Linked DNA regions of Triticum aestivum: region 2 is linked to region 1. The links are chromatin contacts, called in public Hi-C maps. All regions are on one chromosome and are shown on one strand. The core of a region is the stretch at or near the end of the contact, and the rest is flanking DNA. Distances in the headings are between cores, read along the strand shown. Region 1 holds the start of LOC123113746 (protein argonaute MEL1). Region 2 overlaps LOC123113748.

Evidence for each region. A called contact is a pair of places that touch in the nucleus more often than the background predicts.
Region 2: a Hi-C map of leaf shows a contact between it and region 1, with 5 times the contacts expected there. The contact joins the enhancer-like site here to the promoter of LOC123113746 in region 1. A contact is called at or near these places in 2 of 5 Hi-C or Micro-C datasets (both in leaf).

Annotation. Positions count from the first base shown.
Region 1 is chr5B:626,678,917-626,686,773 of IWGSC CS RefSeq v2.1, reverse strand. It overlaps LOC123113746 (protein argonaute MEL1), which reads left to right and starts at 4,747. Exons shown (of 22, transcript XM_044535058.1): 1 at 4,747-5,557; 2 at 7,723-7,857. The coding sequence starts at 4,865.
Region 2 is chr5B:626,896,732-626,904,588 of IWGSC CS RefSeq v2.1, reverse strand. It overlaps LOC123113748, which reads left to right. Exons shown (of 2, transcript XM_044535059.1): 2 at 2,715-3,197. The coding sequence ends at 3,126. Among protein-coding and RNA genes, the nearest start is that of LOC123113748, 7.5 kb to the left of the region's middle. Within about 2 kb of position 4,543, at least 6 of the 8 cell types and tissues checked have an H3K27ac peak or open chromatin away from gene starts, as enhancers often do. A contact at or near this core is called in leaf, where this site is marked.

The sequences.
Region 1 (7,857 bases), core at 3,498-5,997:
GTGGGGGGAATCAAATTTCTCTTGGTGGAAGTGTGATCGAGGCCTTCTCAACCAATCCCTAGAGAATCAACAAGTTTGATTGGCTAGGGAGAGAGATCGGGCGAAAATGGAGCTTTGAGCAACAATGGAGCTTGGGGATGGAAGAGGTAGTCAACTCGGAGAAGAAGACCCCCCCTTATATAGTGAGAGGAAAAATCCAACCGTTACCCACTTCTCCAGCCCGTGACATGCGGTACTACCGCACCAACTTGCGGTACTACCGCTAGGCGGTGCGGTACTACCGCTCCGGCGGCAGAGACCAGATGAGGCCCTGTTGCATTGACGCAACGAGCTGTAGAACCGCCGGAGCGGTACTACCGCGTGTCCTTGCGGTACTACCACAAGGCAGGGTTCGACTAGGTTGGGAAGGCACAGACGAATAAAATTACATTTGTGGCTACTTCCCCTGAGTTTCGATCTGTGCAAAAATCCGACACGGTACTACCGCATACAGGGAGCGGTACTACCGCGTAGGGCGCGTATGTAAAAAGTTACATCCGCCCCTACTACCGCTCGTGTTGCCATGCTGGCTAGAGGCCATGGTACTACCACGCCCGAGGAGCAGTACTACCGCACTACACGGTACTACCGCGTCCCTGGCATGTACTACCATGGGCCACTGCGGTACTACTGCACCCTTGAGCAGTACTACCGCTGCCACAGCACAATACCACTTGGAGTCCTTCATTTTGCAAAGACACGGATAAACGGTCGATGCTCCGAAGAAGCAAAGGAAAGGTGGTGCAAAGGGACAGACGTGTATGTGTTGATTCCACCCTAACCTTTCTAAAGCGGACCCCCTCTTAATAGTACGGCTTTCCTACGACTCAGATCCACGGAAAAGAAACGTAGAGAAACGTCATCTTCACTAGGCTCCGAGGGGCAACAAATTGTCTTGTGCCTAGACCTGAGATATCTGAAATGCTCAATGCACACGATTAGTCCGCAAATGCATTGTCATCAATCACCAAAACCACACAGGGTGAAATATGCCCTTACAGAAACTTTGTAACAATTCTTGACCACACTTTGAGGGATTTTCATACGATTCAATTATGTTAGTAATGTTGAGAGATGACACTAGTGAAATTATGAACCCTAGGCCATGTTTTCAAGCATTGCAATACCATCTAAGCTCACTTTTATCACTTGCTACCTTGCTGTTTTATCATTTCATATTACAAAAACCTATATCTAGTATCCATACTACACTTCTATCAATATCTCTTCACCGAACTGGTTCATCTATGCAATTTACAATTGTATTGGGTGTGTTCGGGACACAAGAGATTTCTTGTATTTGATTGCAGGGTTGCTTAAGAGAGACCGTATTCATCCTACACCTCCCACGGATTGATAAACCTTAGGTCATCCACTTGAGGGAATTTTTTTGTTGTCCTACAAAACTCTGCGCTTGGAGGACCAAAAGAGTCTACAAGAATAAAGTTCCATTGTAGACATCAATGGTTCATCAAACTCACCCCTTGGAGTAGTCATTGTCATTGTTAACTTGGTGTACACTAGGAAGTATTCGTGAGATGTTTTTGATTTATGAGTTGTAGTCTTTATATGAACTTCAACCTATCTAGATTTTGCTAGCCTCATGCATTGCCCACTCTCACCTTGAGACATGGTGCATCCTTCACCGGTATATCCAAACCCCATGGGAGGACTTCCTCTTGTCCTTCTACACATAAACCACCTTTCTCCTCAAAATAGTCATCATACCTACCTATTATGGCATTTCCATAGCCATTTCGAGATATATTGCCATGCAGCTTCCATTGTTACTTTTCATTACATGACTTATGATTTCATTGTCATTTTGCTTTGCATGATCGTATATAGAGATGACATGATAGTTGTGGCAAGGCCATTGTTCATCATTGTTTTACATGCTATGCTTGATCATTGCACATCTTGGTACACTTCGAGAGGCATTCATTTGTATTCATTATTTTAATTTCAGAGTTATTAGTAAATAAAAGTGTGGTGTTCATTAGAGTATGATTCTACCTGTGAGATATAAAAAGAGGCCAAAAGAGCCCAACAAAAGAGTCCAAAAAGAGTCTACCCAAAAAATGAGAGAAAAAGAGAGAGGGGCACACTACTATCCTTTATATACACTTTTGCTTCAAAGTAGTACCATGTACTTCATGTAGAAAGTTTTCATATTCCTCATTTCATATGCTAGTGTGATTTTTACATCATGGAACTTGGCTTGTTTATTATGATGAAGAGCTTCGTCAAATGCTGGAGGTCTTAATGAGCAAGCAAGTTGGATGCACACCAACTTAGTTACATCAGGAGAGCTTATCAGCTGCATTGATGTTTGACTTTCATACTTTTGTCTTCTTATAAATCCCCATCATTATTCTATTTTCCATCTAAGACCAAGGCTTGTAAATTGAGCATTAAGCAAAGTACTAAGTAGTTGGAAAGGGTTTGCCATGGATTTGATTGTTTGACTGAAGTTATAGGTTGTGTTATAATAAAATGTTTTAATACGATAAAGCCTTGAGTGATGGGGACATGAATTTGACATATGAGTATTGATTGGTATTACATGAAAACATTAATCCATGAAAAGCAATAGTAATTTTTCTTTACACATTTTGATGTTACTTGCTTGTGAACAACTATAGATTATTGCTTTGAATCACTTTTTTCTTGGGTTCACACCACGTTACATCATTTGATCAATATTATGATGAGTAGAATTCAACACCAAAAAATATGTTTGTAAATCATTTACCTGCTCGAGGAAGAGCAAGAATGAAGCTTGGGGATGCTGATACATCTCAGACGTATCTATAATTTTTTATTGTTTCATGCTATTTATCATCATTTTCATATACTTTTTATAGCAATTATATTATTTTTGGACTAACCTATTAAATTATTGTCCACTGTCAGCTCCTGTTTTCTGATTGTTTTTGGTTTCATAGGGAATCAATATATACAGAGGTCAAAATCACTTTCCAATTTAATACGGTTTTTTGGGTAACAAGGGACCCTATAAGCTTCAGGAGAGAGCGAGAGGAGCTGCAGGGGGCCCAAACGGCCACCCCGCGTCCCCAAGGAGGTAGGGCACGCCCCTAGGTCGCGTGGGACCCCTTTGCACCGCCTTACATTGATTCCACCGCCGTAAATCCCTATAAATACCGAAACCCTCCGCCATATTTTTAGAAGAATTTTATCATCACCGCGAGTTCCTGTTTCGCAAAGATCCCATCTAGAGGCTTGTTCCTAAGGGGGAAACCATTGTCGGAGCCATCTTCATCAGTCTTGCTGCCCCCATGATGATGTGTGGGTAGCTCATTAGGACCTTAGGGTCCATAGTAGTAGCTAGATGGTTCTCTATCTCCTTTTGGATCTTCAATACCATGTTCTTGTGAGCCTTCTCATATGATCGGGATCAATTTAATGTAATTGGTGGTCTGTTTGTTGGGACATGATGAATTTCCACTTTATGATCAGATTTTTCATTGAAATCAATTGAATTTTTTGAGGTTTTCTTGTTGTATAATTAAATAGCTTTGCATGCTTTCCGATCTATCTATCTTCTTTGGTCAAGTCTGATGGATTTTCCTTCGGAGGGAGTGGTGCTTTGTAGTGGGTTCAATCGTGCGGTGATCAAACCCGGTGACAATAAGAGCTAAGGCACGTATCTATTGTTTCCACTAAGGATAAAACGATGGGGTTTTGTCATATTGATTGACTTCTTCTTGTCTATATTATGTCATATTTCTTACTGCTATATTCTATTTGTTACAAACTTAATACCATGAGATGCACGCTGGATAGCGGTTCCAGGGTGGATTGTTAGTAGTAGGTACAGTTCGATTAACGGTCTACTTATCACGAACGTAGTGCCTATATGAGATTATGCCATGAATGATCATAGTCATGAATATTGCAATTCGGTCAGTTGTCCAACTGTAATTTGTTTACCATGACATTCGCCTACTTTCGAGAGAGATACCACTAGTGAACCTATGTCCCTTGGGTCTATTCTCCATTACTGAATTCTTCTACACAATTTCTCCTTTTATTTGCCGTGCTACCTTGCTACTATCTATCTTTATCATTTGCATTTAACCTGGGGAGAGACGCCACAAAGGCCGGGTTCTACCAGTGCAGCGGAATTAATTGTTTTTGGGCACCAGAATTAATTTCACTTCCACATACTTAGTCTTTAATGAAATGATCAAGAAAGTGCATGTTCAAAAAAGAAAAAGAATCAAAGATTTTCGCACCCGTTGGCAGCTCAATCATTGTTGGTGGATGGGAATCAAACCCCCGGTCCGTCTACAGTACCGTTTGCTGGCACGTGACCCAGCGCCAACCCTGGTTAACCACTCCCGCTCTACCATGGTTACTTTTTTTACTAAAGCAACCCAGGCGCGCGCAGCTGCGCAGTTTGCAGAAAGGCCCCTCGCGCCGCGGCGCATTTCCGAGGCCGGCCCCCCGCGCGCGCGTTCCGATCCGCGCACCCGAAGCGAACCCAGATATTTCTCCTCTGGACGACGGCCTTTTACACGCCGGTCCGGACAGAACCGCGAAATTCGGCGCACCTCCCCCTCCCTCTCCCACGTACGGACCACGCCATGCGCTCACCACACCGCTCGCTAGGGTTTCGCCACCCCACTCGCTCACCGCCCCGCCTATAAAAGCCGCCTCGGCCGCGCCGATCCTCCCACCAACTCACCGCCGTCCTCATCCGCTCCCTCCCACGCCTCCACGCTCCTTTCTTCCTCCCCAATCCACCGCCGCCACCACCGTAGCGCAGCCCTCCCACCACCACCACCACAGCTCTCCCGCCATGGCCTACCGCGGAGGCGGAGGCCGGGGAGGCGGCCGGGGAGACCAGCAGTACGGCGGAGGCCGGGGCGCGCCGGCGGGAGGAGGGCGCGGGGGCGGCCGCGGGCCCACGGGCTTCGTCTGGCCGCCTCCGGGCGCTCCGTCGGCGCCGCGTCCCGCCGGGCCGGCGCAGTACGCGCCGGCCGTCGCCGTCTACCACAACCCCAACGCCACGGGGCCGCACCAGGGCGCCTACCAGCACGGCGTCGTCGTCCGCAACCCCGCGCCGGCACCCTACGCCGCCGTCCGCGCGCCCTCCCCGACGCCGGTCACCATCCGCGCGCCCTCGCCCACGCCGGCCACCATCCGCGCCCCTGCTCCGACGCCCTCGCCGGCCGCGCGTCCGTTCCAGCCGGCCCGCGTCTCCGCCCCCGCCCCCGCTCCACCGACCCCCGCGGCCGTCGCCAAGGAGCTGGAGCAGAAGCTCTTCGTCACGGAGACCGCGCTGGCGCCGCCCGCCGCCGCGGCCGCGGCGGCGGTCGCGGCGACGCAGCCCGAGGAGGAGAAGGCCCCCGAGGTGGACCTGGCGCCGGTGTCCAAGAAGGGGCTCGCCCACCCCGCGCGTCCCGGAGCCGGCACAGTCGGCAAGAAGGTGATGATCCGCGCCAACCACTTCCTCGTCAACGTCGCCGACAACAACCTCTTCCACTACGATGTGAGCTGATGCCCATCCCCCTCCCTGCGTACCATCTCCGTTCACGAACTAGCTAGAGTAGTAGTTCTTGTTCAGATCTGGCGTTCCCTGCATGCTGTCGTGCGTTTTTCTCTTGTCCGCGCTAGTTCTTGTTCAGATCTACCACGGTGTACGTACGCTTGTAGTGATGGCGTTCTTTTTTCCCGCTCGATCTGCTTTCGTTTTTGTCCATGCGACGACGTGCGTCTCCGTCCCCATCCGTCCATGGATGTTTGGTCGAGCGCTCTCGCTACACGCACACCTCGGCCTTGCTCTTTTTTGGCTTGAAAATCTTGGCGTTTTCGGATGGTTTTCTGCTGTTGTTGGATGAGCAGTGAGTTCTTGGAAAGCGAGAGAGAAAGCTAATTTCCTCCATGCATGCAAAAGCCATCAAGCAAGCACTAGCTACCGCTTCTTGTTTTCGGCTCTGTTGTTCTCGTCTTGGAAGCTAGAAGAAGTACTAGTCATTTTTTGGGCAACTTTGCGGTCTTGGTTGCAGATTCTTGGGATCCGTTTTGGCTTGCTATATAGTACACGGGAGGTTGTGAGATCCGATATCATCCATGTGGGTGGCGATCAAAGAGGGCCTCCCCGTCTCATGCACCTTTTCTTTGGTCTCCTGTGTCTTTCTCTAGCCTTCTTGCATGGTCTTGGTCTGGTCCTTGTCCTCGTTTGGCGACAGAATGGCAAAGCAACGTACCTGGCAACACAGAAAGAAAGCCATCCGTCCGTGTACGTGGCTGCCATACATTTTTGGCAAAGCAGGAGGCCTGTTGGTGTTGCTGCCCTTGCCACCTTTGTCGCTCTGCCATGCATGCGGTCCCGCGGCAGGCCATGCAGCTTTTGGGTTTGTCTTTGGTTCACAGCATGCAACGCCGAGGCCGTGCTGCTCGGATCTCCTGCACCGCCACTTCGGGTGCTGCTCCGTGTGGCACCCCGGCACGTGGCCCTCCGTGTTTGCATCTATTGGGTCGTGGTAAACTTTCTTTTTTGGGAGGACACTCTTTTTTTAACTCTCTCGGTGCAGCCTTGGACGTTTCCTCTTTGTGTGTGTGTGAGTGGAACAACAGTGGTACGTAGATCTCTTCTTCCGGTGAATGGTCGACACGTACGGGGATTTAATCCCATACTTCGAAAATATACCCGAGAATTTCGACGTGGGTTTTAATACTATTGTTTCTCAACTTTTTACAGCGAGCTCTAAAGTTGTGATGTGGGGTTTAATATTACGAGTAATATTATTGTTGTTTTTCCAACTTTTTACGGTGAGCTCTAATTTGCTTAAAATCTTGTTCTCTGCTCACACATGTATGAATGTACCTCCTTTTTTTGGCAAACTATTTACATTTATAAATGGTAAATTGAGGATGAATTATTTTGGTACTTCTCGTAACACGTAGTATCTGGTATAGAGTTACAGTCCATAGTTCCTCTTTTTAAGTACGCAGTACGCAGGTCCGCTTATTGTACTCGTATTCTGTACCGCATGATTACGACAAGATTCGTGCCCGCGAACCCACCTCCCCCCACCTTGCCGTCACAGCCTCCCACTCAACCCCTCATCGCCCAGCGCCGCCACCCCTTCTCCGCCTCCGCCGCTGCCCGCCGGCCACTCAGCCGCGTCCCTTAGTCAGGAACCCTAGTATGGCCGTGACAAAAAAATTACTTTACTCCTCGCCCAGCGCCGCCACCCCTTGAGTTTTGGGTGTTCGATTTGGGATCCAGACTTGTTCCCCGCTTGATTGACTCTATCTACGGCTTCTTCCGTTTCAAGTGGATTTTCTTCTGGGCTCCATAAGTCGAAATGGAGGCCACCACCACATGGTATGTGTTGCCGTTTGCCTGCCAGATTCCCAGTCCTGCGATGCCACTAGCACCTATATTTCCTTTACTGCCTAATTTTGTTTTAGTGGTTTCTTAAGGTCCGGTAGTTTTCCCTCACGGATTGACTTGATTCTGTGGTTTGTTACTTCAACCTGCACGATTCTACTCTTTTGAATCAAATGTAGCATAGGTTTGATTTGTGCAAGATGACTGCACAAATCATAGGGCTAACTGTCTCTATTCTGTGTACTGAATGTAGAACAGAGCGTCTCCTGTTTTTGGATACATAAATGAATTAATGATGTTGAAATGTGCTGCTGTAGGTTTCCATCAACCCGGAGTCAAAATCAAGGGCTGTGAACAGGGAGGTACTCAGTGAGCTAATCAAGTTGCACGGGAAGACGTCCCTTGGCGGCAAATTGCCTGCCTATGATGGAAGAAAGAGTCTCTACACTGCA
Region 2 (7,857 bases), core at 3,294-5,793, 220 kb before region 1:
TGGAAAATCACCTCATTGGCTACCTCCTTTCTGAATCTCACTTCCTTCTTTTATCTTGTATATCACAGTTTCAGAGCATGAGCAGTTCTTGACAGCTTGATGTGCAGAATCTTTACAGCATCCTTCGAGCAAACAGGTTTAGCCCAGGCTGAAGCAGCTTCTCTCTGAATCCCTCCATTCTTAGCCAACAAAGCCTCAAATCTGAACCCTTTATAGTGCTTGAGATCCATCTTCTGGAGGACCATTGAACAGTGATGCAAAATGGTAGTTGAGGCCGGAGACAACTGATATTACAAGTGGCTCAGCTCCCAAGATTAACACGGTCGATTTTTTAATGAACCGTGTTCTCTCTCTCCTCGGACCAGGTGAACCTCCTTCCATTAAGAGCAATTTCCTGGAGCTCAAGATGCTCAATCAAGTTTTTAATCGGCCCATCATTCTGAGATTGATGTCCCCAAGAATCATCCAATCAGGCAACACACTATTCTTTATTCTCTTAATCTCGTTGAGAAAAAGAATCTTATCACTGTCATCCGGAGGCCCATACACAGCAGCATTATTGGTCAGATCAGTAATAGTACCAGTAATAAAGTGAGAGCCTGAGGCACTATAGTTGAAGGAAATAGCAAAATCATCTGTGCTGGCAACCAGGATCCCACCTCTTGTACCATTAGCGCTCTGAAGAAGTCCTCAGAAAATCTGCTGCCCAGGACCTCAGCCACAATACTTATATCAACATCAGCCAATTTAGTTTCTTGAAATGTTGCACTGGTTAGCTGAGAAAAATTTCTGTAGCGACCCCCTCCAGGCCGGGTTGTTCAACTCTCTCATGTTCCAGTTAAGGAGCTTCATATTCCATCGAAGAAAACAACGCGGTGAACAAACAAGAAGATTGCATTGACTATTGAGCATCCACCAACTGGAAGCAGCAACCAGAGCCCAGAGGCGATATAACCAGCACAGCCGGAGACAGAGGACCACAAGGCACAATACTCCCCTCCTGCTTTTGGCAACGGCTTTAATGGCATGGCTGATGGTTTTGCTTGAGTGGCATGCACCTCACCTTGGTTTTGCACACACGGGTGGTATTTCACCTTCTTCCTCCTTCTCTTCCCTCCTGTCTCTGCCCCCCCTCCCCTCCGCCTCATCCTATCATCACTGACCAATCCCGGAATCCAATCCTGTGTCACTCACACCTCGACTATCTGAGAGCTGCTGGCTGATGCACTCCCGGAAAAGGCGCTCGAGCATGTTGCACGACTTTACCTGCCTGGGCGCGCTGGCTCTCCTTTTCGCTCTCCGTCCAGCACACAAAGCCCACTGATAACTCCATGTTGTGTCGGTGACTCAGTATTGAAGTCAGCTGCACAGCATGCCTACCAGTGAGAGCTCTCCATCGCCTCCTTCTCACCGACTTTGCCTATCACCTCTGAATAGCAGTGAGATGATTGCATCCCCTCTCCTTTTGATTTGTCTTTTTGAGGAATTCTGGGGATCATCAATCCATTATAGATCCGTGCATGCGATCAATTCTTGGTTGGAAGCAATGTGTTATGTGGATTGCATGAATGCAGTACAACTTATACAAGCGACTTGTTTCTTCTTTTGAATCGACATCAATAAGATGAATGCACCACACTGCTAGCATTTTCAGGAGAATTGGCACTACAATATGGACAAGCCATAGGAGCCCCCTTCCCCTGAGAGAAACTAGGACATGGTACTAACATTGGAGTACAGGTATTCAGTTTGTGAGAGGATGAGATGAACATGTCGATCTTCCTCTCAAGCTCTTCCCTCTTAAGCCCAAACCACCTGACTAAACTACTGCCCACCTTTCACTACTACAAAGGTCAGCGTCACCTCTATTTGAAACGTCTTTGACAACCTCCTGCAGAATTCCAATACATTTTTTTTCAAGGATAGATCCCAGTGGATGCATCAGTATCATAGAAGAAGCAAAGCCAAAGTGGCCAATACAACACCGGAAACCAGTTACAACACCTCCAGCCAGCCGGAGGCCCAATATTCCCGAATCAACTACGCACTAACAGCCCACCCCACATCTAACTTCATCGGAAGAGCAGAGCTCAGTAGCTTTGCCGACTTCCAGTCCCTCGCTTCGTCGCAAAACCTTCTGAAGAACCACACACGTGGACGAAGCCGCGCTGTTGAACACTATGTCAACAAGCAAGACCGCTGTTCGAGTATCCCTGGCACTCCGCCCCTCGGTCACTCGCGAGCTCCACCAGTCAACCAAGTCTGTATTCAGGTGAGGCATCCAGTCTATCTTCCCCGAAGCCGTCAGAACCGCTGCCCAAACCTCACGAGAGAAGACGCATCCCAGTAGAAGAACTCCAATACATCAACATTCAGAGAAAATCTGCACTTCCATTTCTGTAGCGTGCAGAAGACAGTAGAGATAGGGAGAGAGTGAGAGAGGAGGGTGTGGGCAGGAAGGTGATGTGGCATCCGCGTGCATAAAATCCAGATGATGTGGAAGCCAAGTGCTATTCAGCATTGATGTTAGTAGTATTTGATCCTGGTGATTGATATATAGGGCCGTGATGATGTTTTACTGTCATTTTACAATGGCCTGACTAAAATGTAAATTGCCAGTTGTCACTCTAGTGTCAGCAACTTGTCATCTCTCTTGAGAAAATGTTTCATGCTATATATGCACAGAACTTTATATCTACTCTTTGTTTCTCCAGGAACATGGTGCCTGTGCCATTCATCATCCTCTACCTGAAGAAACTCGCAACCTTCCTCTCGCAGAGAAGCGCTTGGGCGACCCAGATAATGGACCTCCTCTTTGAGCGGGCGCGACGGAAGGCCGCACCTGTCGAGGAGTTCCAGTGGCTCGGGCTCATGCTGTTCGTCGCCGTCCCATTCCCAGGCACGGGAGCATGGACCGGCGCCATCATCGCGTCCGTCCTGGGCATGCCCTTCTGGTCAGGCTTGTCCGCCAACTTGGTGGGAGTGGTTCTTGCGGGGTTGCTGGTAAACTTGCTCATGAACCTTGGTCTGAAGCACGCCATTGGCACCGGGGTGCTACTCTTCATTGTATCAACTGTCATGTGGGGTGCCCTTCGGGGTGTGAAGAAATCGTTGAATACAAAATGATGCTCTAGCTGAATCCACACTGAAATGTTTTGAATTTGTTTATAATAACCCTTGCGAGGCCTGTTTGATGAGTTGCAAAGACCATTTCTGCCTGCTTTCCCTCCGTGCAGTAAACCGTCAGTTTCGTAGTCTTTTGGTTGCAGTTATTCGTCAAAGATTCAGAGTAACTGAAGTAGTAGTGAACAGATGTTGCTGAATCCCTTGGGTTTGTAGCAGCAGTGGATGGTTGAGATCCAAATCGTAAGATGGTTGTGAGGATGGAAGTTTGTAACTAGAATTTCATGTCACAAACTTGTCTTTGTGGTTGCTACAGGATGTAAGTTTTCGCTGCCGTAACATAGCGCAGATCCATCCATGTTACGAAACTAGAATGGGTTTTTTACAGTACAGTTTTTTTGTAACAGCATTTCGTAAGATGGTTATGCCCCGTTCCGTCTAAAAAAGAAGAAGACGCGGCTGCTGCACATTGGCGGTGCTGCCTCCCTCGGTGCATGCTGATCAAAAAGAGAGATCCAAACGAGTAAAAACCATTGCACAGAAATGAAATTACCGAAGGGAAGCAAGGGGAGATGATAGAGTAAAGCAAAAGGTGGCAGCACTGTGAAAACTTGGGTGGTTGGAAAAGAAAGAAGATGGATGCATGCATGCAGCTTTTGCACATGGCCACACTTGATCCCGCTCCCTCCGTTCCCTCCCCTGGTCATGGTCGTGTCGTGTGGGTTGTGGGGCTACCATGCATGCATTGGGATATGCTCTAGTACGTACTCGGCTTTGCAGGCCCGACAGGGAGATCGCCGGAGCCCCGCCCCAGAGCTGCGTCGCGATTCTGCCCACCCCACCCCACCACCCTCTCCTCTGTCGCCTGCGTCTGCGTGTTCCCCAATCCCAATCCCAATCCCAATCCCAATCCCAATCCCGATGGAAGCCGGGGAAGGAAAAAGATGGTGGGGGAGGAGCGAAAGGGATGCACGGCAACGGCCATCGCCAATGGCAGGCCGAGAAGGGAGCAGAGGTGGTCACAGCTGAGGACGAGACGAGATCATGCATGCAATGCCACGGCTGGCCCGCGCTGCCCAGCGAGCAAAGCTGGGTCTGGGTCTGGGTCTGGGTGAACTGGACTTTGGTGGGTCCCCACACCAGCGGGCGGTTCCTGCCTCCCTCCGCCCGTTGCGGTGTGCTTTTCTTGGCCGCGAAGACACCTGCCCCTTCCCTCCCTTGTCCTCTTCCTGCCTCCATCTGTGTCTCGACACTGCATAGGATGCCTACCACGGTCCGGTCCGGTCCGGTCCGCTGCTTTTGGCAGAGCGGTTTCGAACTTTGGACCCGTGCCACCGATCCGCCCAGGTAGGTGCGGTGCGGTGCGGTGCATGCGACGGACGCGCAGGTGGTACGCGCGTGCATGCCGCCCGTTACGTCCCACTCCCACCGTTGTTTCTGCACACGACCAGATCCCCCCAGAACCATCCACCGGCTCGCCATCCATCACAATTCACACGCGCGCCTTGCTTGTTGATCTCCACCTCCACGGACGCCCTGGCACGCGCGCGCCAGATCAACCACCACCCCGCGGAGCGCGTACGACCCACGCCACCTCCCTCCCTCCCTCCCTGGCCGCGCCGCGCGCGCAGAAGGGCAGGAACGTACGCACGTCACACGGCCCGGCAGCCCACGCACCCGCCGCGCGGCTTTCGCTTTGCCTTTTGCCCGGCCGGCGCAGCAGCGGGCAGCCGGATCAGCAGCTAGCAGGGCAAGGCTTGGATGGTAGTGGCCAGGCGCCAGGCCGTGCATGTCCCCCCCGCCCGCCCACGTCCCTTTCCTACCCACCCACCCACACACACACGCGCGCGCTCCACCACCCCCTCTTTCTCTCGCTCGCACTCTCGTTGCACCGGGACGGCAATCGCGCGTGCGTGCGTGCATCGGGCGAACGTGCCACCGTCGGGTCCAATTTTCAAACGCGCACGGCTCCGTCGGCCGGATCACGTGCCCGCCCGTCGCGCTCGCTGCGATCACGTATCGCCCTGAGAGCTCCCTCGTGTATGCATGCATCTGCGTTGCGTTCTAGACTGAACAAGGTTTGAAACCCAAGTAACACATACTACTCCTGCCTATAGCAACACTCCGCGGCCAACGACTGCTGAAACCCAGCTTCATCATACTTAAGCCCGCTCTACAATCTACATGCTCATGTATGCCTTCATCATGTTGAGTTTCGGCGGATGGCTTTTCGTGCATCGCACGTCTCCGTGCGGTACACCTCGCCGTGAGATTGCTCGTCTATCGACAGAGGGCGGTTTCCCGGCGATTGGAGACACACCAGATCGCGTCCTCCTTGACGGCGAGGGATTTGTGGTGGATTTGTGGGCGTGTCGAGAGGGAGAAATTTTTGGCTTCGTACACCATGGTGCAGTTTCCGTGTCACGTTGCACGTCTGTGTGACCGTGTCGACACGAGCAGGGGCGGAGCCAGCCCCACGGGCCGCCCCGGGCCGCCTTCGTATACAATAGCAATCATATACAATAAACTGCTACAGTGTAAAAAGGATATGTGCCTCATGCCCCAGGCGTGGGCCTGTCTCCGCCACTGGACACGAGGAGGTCTCCTCGATCCGCGGGCATGGCGGAGGGTGAGCGGGTAAATGGAGCATCTACTTCCCACTCTCCACCCCAGCGAGGTACGTCGTTTCGAGATAGCATTCATTCCGAGCTTCTCACCCCTTGCGTTCTCAGCAACACTCTTCCGTCTGTGCTGAGTTCTCGAAAGGCGGCGATGGCGGAGATGGTTGCCAGCGACGAGAAGCTGTGGGGGGTTCGCAGGAGGGGGTGCGTGCAAACTCGTAAGGCCGCACGCTGCTCATGGTTCAGTCAAGGGACGAGATAAAGATGGAGGCGCATGCGGTGGTGGATTCGGTGTCAAAGGAGAAGGAAGCGCGGTTGTTTCTGGCGAACGAGCCAAAGCACATGTTGGAGATCCTCCTTTGGGCCATGGACAAGGTGAATTCGGGCATTCCTGCAAAGCAATTCAAGTGGGGGTGTCACGCCCAATATGCGACCCTATCCAAAAGGAACTCGAAGGTCCCACCAAGGATAGACCCGCATATTAAAACGCTTTTGCAAGGTGGATATCATTACATCAACATTACATAATACATGGGGATACATACAAAAGGCATACAATGCCACACGGATACAACATCACAATACATAAGAGCATCATCCGACTACGGATGAAACACAAACAGAAACTCAAACGACATCCACCCTGCTAGCCCAGGCTGCCGACCTGGAACCTATCCCCTGATCGAAGAAGAAGCAGAAGAAGAACTCCAATACAAGCAAACATCGCGCTCACGTCAAGATCATCGCATAAACCTGTACCTGCAACTGTTGTTGTAGTAATATGTGAGCCACGAGGACTCAGCAATCCTATTACCATGGGTATCAAGACTAGCAAAGCTTAAAGGGAAAGGAAGGGGTAAAGTGGTGAGGCTGCAGCAGCGACTAAGCATATACGGTGGCTAACATACGCAAATAAGAGCGAGAAGAGAACAAGCGGAACGGTCGTGAAGCTAGCAATGATCAAGAAGTGATCCTGAACTCCTACTTACGTCAAACATAACCCAGAAACCGTGTTCACTCCCGGACTCCGCCGAGAAGAGACCATCACGGCTACACACGCGGTTGATGCGTTTTAATTCGGATCTGGTGTCAAGTTATCTACAACCGGACATTAACAAATTCCCATCTGCCTATAATCGCAGGCACGACTTTCGAAAGATTATACCCCGCATGGGTGTCCCAACTTAGCCCATGACAAGCTCTCGCGATCAACGAAGGAATAGACCTTCTCCCAGGGAGACCCGATCAGACTCGGAATCCCGGTTTACAAGACTTTTCGACAATGGTAAAACAAGACCAGCAAAGCCGCCCGATGCGCCGACAATCCCGATAGGAGCTGCACATATCTCGTTCTCAGGGCAACACCGGATGAGACATCCTACGAGTAAAACCAGCCCTCGAGTTGCCCCGAGGTGGCCCCGCAGTCTACTCGATTCGGACCAACACTTAGACAAGCACTGGCCCGGGGGGGCTAAAATAAAGATGACCCTCGGGTTGGCCGACCCAAGGGAAAGGGTAGGTGGTGGTGAGGCAAATGGTAAAACCAAGGTTGGGCCTTGCTGGAAGAGTTTTATTCAAAGCGAACTGTCGAGGGGGTCCCATAAATCACCCGACCGCGTAAGGAACGCAAAATCCGGGAACATAACACCGGTATGATGGAAACTAGGGCGGCAAGAGTGGAACAAAACACTAGGCAAAAGGCCAAGTCTTCCACCCTTTACCAAGTATATAGATGCATTAATAATATAAGAGATATTGTGATATCCCAACCAAAATCCTGTCCACCATGGAGAAATCTTCAACTTCACCTGCAACTAGCAACGCTATAAGAGGGGCTGAGCAAAAGCGGTAACATAGCCAATCAATGGTTTGCATAGGAAATGTGTCAAAGGTTAGAGGTTCATGGCAATTTGGGATGGCTCGATAAACAGGTGATAGGTAGCGCAGCATAGCGATAGAACGAAGCAACTAGTATAGCAATGATAGTAGTGAGATCCAGGGTAGCGGTCATCTTGCCTGAAATCCCGCAAGGAAGAGAATGAGTCCATGAAGAAGACGAAGCCACGAAGACGAACCAAGCGTAGACGAACGAATCCTCACGATCACAACGAAA